Linked DNA regions of Gossypium hirsutum: region 1 is linked to region 2. Evidence: chromatin contacts called from public Hi-C data. All regions are on one chromosome and are shown on one strand. Each heading gives the region's core, a stretch centred on a gene start, on an enhancer-like site or on the middle of the called end of the contact. The rest is flanking DNA. Distances are from core to core; before and after follow the strand shown.

Region 1 (2,849 bases), core at 186-2,685, 180 kb after region 2:
CACGAGTTTAAATGAGGTAATGCCTCGTATTCCGTCACGGTATAGGATACGGGTATGGGATGTTACAACACGGACTAGGACACGACTGTGTGTTCCTAGTTCGACAGTCATATAGCCTGAGACACGGGCGTGTCTCAGCCGTGTGAGGCACATGGCCGTGTGACCTCTGTATTCAAATTTTTGTAACTTTTTCTTAAACTTTCTTAATGTTTTCAGTTTATTCTCGAATCGTTTCTAGGGTATTTCTAGGGCCTCGAGGGCTCGATTTAGTGATGGAATGTGCATGTATGATTGATATATGACATGTTTATGTTAGTGAATGAAATATTGTTAAAATGTTTCCGATTGTATAGTAATGTTCCGTAATCCTAATCCGGTGATGGATACGGGTTAGGGGTGTTACACCTCCCCCTAAAAACTTAGGTAGTAAACACTCAAATTTTACAATACAGTTTGCACTTACTAACAAAACAATTCCTCAATGAACAAATTGAAGTGCTCTAATAAGCTCTCATGCATAACCTAAACAAGCCTCAAACTATATATCAATTTCAGCTTGCGAACATAGAATCTAAGTAAATACGAAGTAACTCTTTGAAAATAGCAATTAAAACATAAAACATTCAAAGCATTATCAATCGAAGATATGTTCTCCTAAATCAACAATACAATCTCGATCAAATCTCCACACTCTAAGGGTTGAATTGATTCACTTGAATTCAGTTCAATCTTCAAAATCCAAAGATTGATTTTTACGGATAGAAATAGAACCTTCAAAATAACAACTCATTTAGAGGTCTAAAAATTCCCCATTAAATTACAAAATCAAATAAAGCAAATAATTTAATTGTCTCAGTGGCAACCTGCAATTACATCTTGCCTCAACAGAAGAAATTAAAACCATGAAAAATGTTTGGGTATATCATCTAGAAAGTGTAGGAGCTCCAATGGTGTGAAAGTAGATACTTTTTATGGGCTTTAGCTTTTTTTTTTTTAAGAAAAACTCAAATTATTTGATGAATTTGTCACCGAAAATCCTTATCAAAGGAGAAAATTATTATAAAGAAAAAACTTACTTTTTTCGATGAAATATTCCGTTGAAAAAAAATAGAAAGTTCTTGTTTAAAATGCCTTGGTGGTTAAAAAGGTGCTACGTCATCAATTCTTTGCAGGTCTCTAAATCATGCCAATGCATAGTTTTTTCAAACAATAAGAAACAAACACTAAAAGGCATACAAGAAAGTATATGTTTTTTATGAAGCCATACAAGAATATTTGACGTCATAATTATATTACAAAATGTGAATTAAATATATATAGGATTCATTATAATTTATAATTAGAAATTGCATAGAAAAACCATATAGTTGCTTATCACTATAGCATAACTCCAACATTTTATATTTATATATACCTTACTAATATGTTTATTGTAATATTATTTATATATGATACTCAAAGCCAAATACATATGGTAGATATATTGCATAGTACGACAATGACCCTAAATATAATAGTATGGGCAATATTTCAGAATTCAAAGCTTTGTACTTGGCCATTTCTGAACTCAAATGAAATTGAGTTCTGCAAAGATTTCTAAAGAGTCAAAGGGGGCCTCCCCAAGCCATGGAGGACATCATAAGAACTCTTTTCACTCGAAACGGCAGAGCCACCACTCTATCCTTCCACTTCAACCGGTCGATCAGCTGGAGCAATGGTCATCTGTAGCGGTAGACATGTACAACAACAGCAGCAGCAGCAATAACAACAACAACCATCATCATCAGCCTCAAACTAGCCACACGTCGACCAGCCGTTCATCGGACTACTCGGCCGGCGGTGACAGGGAGCCTAGTGCGGTGGGCAACAAATGGGCATCAAGGCTTCTAAAGGAATGTGCTAGAGCCATCTCCGACAAGGATTCTAGCAAAATCCATCACCTTCTTTGGATGCTAAACGAACTGGCTTCCCCTTATGGAGACTGTGATCAGAAACTAGCATCGTATTTCTTGCAGGCACTGTTTTGTAAGGCCACTGAGTCAGGACAACGATGCTTTAAAACCCTAACTTTAGTCGCAGAAAAGAGCCACTGCTTTGATTCAGCTCGGAAGTTAATCCTTAAGTTCCAAGAGGTCAGTCCATGGACAACTTTCGGTCACGTAGCCGCCAATGGTGCAATTCTCGAAGTCTTAGATGGTGAGCCCAAACTTCACATCATCGATATAAGCAATACCCTTTGCACTCAATGGCCTACTTTGCTCGAAGCCTTGGCCACTCGAAACGATGACACCCCACACTTAAAGCTCACTGTTGTGGTCACTGCTAATATTGTAAGATCGGTGATGAAAGAAATAAGCCAGCGAATGGAGAAGTTTGCGAGGTTAATGGGTGTACCCTTTGAGTTTAATGTAGTAAGTGGGCTAAACCATTTGGGCCAACTCACAAAAGAGGTACTCGGTGTTGTTGAAGAGGAAGCTGTCGCGGTGAATTGTATGGGAGCCTTGCGAAGAGTCCCCGTCGAGGGAAGAGCTGCAGTGATCGGGATGTTCCGGTCGCTGGGGCCTAAAGTCGTAACCGTCGTTGAGGAAGAAGCTGACTTTTCAAGCACTCGATACGACTTCGTCAAGTGCTTTGAAGAATGCCTGAGATTTTACACGGTCTACTTTGAAATGCTTGAAGAAAGCTTCACCCCAACCAGCAATGAGAAGCTTATGCTGGAGAGGGAGTGCTCAAGGGGCATAGTTAGGGTTTTAGCTTGTGACGATGACCAAGACAGTGAAGGAGAGCGTGAGAGAAGAGAAAGAGGAAGCCAATGGTCCGAAAGACTCAAGGAAGCTTTCTCATCGGTC
Region 2 (2,852 bases), core at 225-2,724:
AAATTAGATTGTGGTTGGATTTATTGTTAAAGGTTTGATTCAAGTTCAATATGATATATTTAAATTATAATTCATTTCATTGTCTAAAAAACTATTAAAAGTATACTTTTATATTAATATTTATATATTTTATATTTAAATATATTCAAATATTTTAAAATTTTATTACTTTAAATTGTTGGAAAAATAATTTAAATTTGGATCAAGTTAGTTTAGCCTAAGGACAAATAAAAAAAATTTCAAACTCAGCTTTAGTCAGGTAGGTCAATTGACTCATGAATATATTTAATTGTAACTATAATGTGAAAATGTTTTAATTTTTTTAATCAATTTCGAGTTACACTCAAATTTGTTGATGGACTTAATTCATTGTTCATAAAATTAATAAAATATATATAAAAAAATATTTTTATAATTTTATACTAATATTTTGTGACTAATATTATCAATTAAGCCACAAGTGAAATGGTAAATGACTTATATTTAAATATTTATTTTACATTAACTCGACTTTAACCTTGAACTACTCAACCCTTCGTCCATCTATATCTATAATATATAAAAACACGAAAATTCTTTTTGATTTAACCAATAATGAACCATTTGTTGTTCATCATAATACTAATTTCATCATTTTAAATATATATTTTTGTTTTTTATAAAATTTATCACTTTTATAATTATAATTTTTATTTTAATCAACAATGAATTGAGTCTATTGACCAGCTGATGCTTGTTTTTTTTTTACTGTTTAAAACTAAGACGTTAGCATTCAAGATTTAAGTATTTCCATTTAATTAATAGCTAAAAATCTCTAAAAATGTTGGGAGTTTTATAAATTTTTTCATAGAATTTTATGGTTTTCCTATTTAATGATCAAACCAATTAATATATTTTAATTAGGGAAGGATTCATTTACATTAGTATTAAGGTAGTTTAACACATCTTCATATTTTTTGGTATGATTAATATTTTAACGATTCAACCGTTATTTTGTATATTTCATTAATATAGATAAAGCATGTCAATTTTAATGTAAATTAAAAATTTCTAACTATTTATTTTATGTAAAAAACCCGACTGTTCAATAAATATTAATATATACAGTATTTTAAATCAATATGATAGAAATATATGATTGATTTAAAATTTTACATGCATGACAAGTACAATTATATCGATAAATTCAATAATTGAATTATTAAAATATTAATCGAACAAAGAAATACGAAAAAATGTAAAATTACTTTAGTTTTACATTAATTTTACATCGATATAAATTGATATTTCCCTCTTAATTATATTCAATAATTAAAATAATATTATTTCACATATAATTAAGAAATTAATAAAGTAACGATAAGACATTAATACCAATTAAAGAAAATTCATGAATAACAATATTTCCCTTTACGTGTGAACACGGAATATTAGACAAGCGATAAACATAAGTTGTCTGAAATGGTAATTTAATACCTATCATGAGTTGTGCAATAAGGTGCCACTTGCACAAATGAGTGATTGCATATGCAAATTTGGAGATAAGCCAAGAATTTAATCAGATAATGAGAAAGACTTGATTAAAAATAAAATATAAAAAAAACCCCTTGAAACAGAACATAACAAAAGACATATAGATATGTTGGAGATGTTATTAGAAAGGGAAAGGCAAAGTGATTACATTAATGTTTTAAAGGTCTATTCACAAATTGCAATTATGGTTGAATCCGACGACTTTTATCACACTTTCAAATGAACCATCAATCAGTTGGTAAATTATTTCCAGGCAGGATCTGTATATAGTAGATTAATGTTTCCTTTAAACGGTATTATTATTATTATTATTTATTAGTACAATGTATTTTGATATATTGCTTTGGGTTTATCAATATTTTTAAAAATAATTGCTTTGGATTTATCAGTATTTTTCAAAGTATTTTTCATCTATATAATATTTATATATACATGTAAATGTATTTCAATTACACATCTATTTATATATAAATTTTATAATTATTATTTAAGTTTAATAATTTAATTAAATGATTATGTTTATTTTTTATTGTAATTATAAAAAAAAATTACAAATAGTTAAGATAAAAAATATTAGATTCTTATACCAATAGTAGGAACTTATATGCATGGTATTGACCAAAATAAACTAAAATTCATGGAAACAATTGAAATACACCAAACTTTGGTTAGAATAAAATTTAAATTATTTAGTATCCATATAAGTATCGTCTAGTATGAAACTAACTAGCGGAAACACCAAAGGGAAACATACCCTTCTAATATAATTCTTTTTTTTTCTTTTTTCCTTGATACCGGCTACCATGATGGTATATATAGAAAAACTAATAAAAAAATTTCATGTAAATAAATTATTTATAGTATAGTTGACACACACATATGTAGCTAATTTAGGTGAACTTATAATCAGATTATTATAGTGCCAATAATCATAGTCTACATCAAGTACTATAGCATTTATCAGCATCTCTTTGTTGGTATTAGCAAAAGAAAATATGTTGTTTGTTAGCTTTCTTTTAGAGTTATGCAGTTCCTATTGAGAAATAGTGGATTCCATTGACATATTTTTTTAAATTTGTTATGAGAATAAATGTTTTATTCCACCCCTATTTGTTAATAACATGATGACGTAATATTGATTCAATACATATGCATCTCCTTGATGCATAGGAATTCTATGATACAACAGGTGACAAAAAAACATAGCATATATCGGTAAGCAAGTTATCCATCTAGATATGAAGTTTGACTCGTTTAATTCATGTAAATATACTTAATTCATGCCAAATAATCCCATTATTAGAAAATGATGTTGCAAA

Evidence for each region. A called contact is a pair of places that touch in the nucleus more often than the background predicts.
Region 1: a Hi-C map of hypocotyl shows a contact between it and region 2, with 2.1 times the contacts expected there. The contact joins the promoter of LOC107896922 here to the enhancer-like site in region 2. A contact is called at or near these places in 2 of 34 Hi-C or Micro-C datasets (callus and hypocotyl).

Annotation. Positions count from the first base shown.
Region 1 is chrA10:79,828,426-79,831,274 of Gossypium_hirsutum_v2.1, forward strand. It overlaps LOC107896922 (protein SHORT-ROOT), which reads left to right and starts at 1,436. Exons shown (of 1, transcript XM_016822234.2): 1 at 1,436-2,849. The coding sequence starts at 1,572.
Region 2 is chrA10:79,645,862-79,648,713 of Gossypium_hirsutum_v2.1, forward strand. No RefSeq gene overlaps it. Among protein-coding and RNA genes, the nearest start is that of LOC107896923, 59 kb to the left of the region's middle. Within about 2 kb of position 1,475, at least 2 of the 9 cell types and tissues checked have an H3K27ac peak or open chromatin away from gene starts, as enhancers often do. A contact at or near this core is called in hypocotyl, where this site is marked.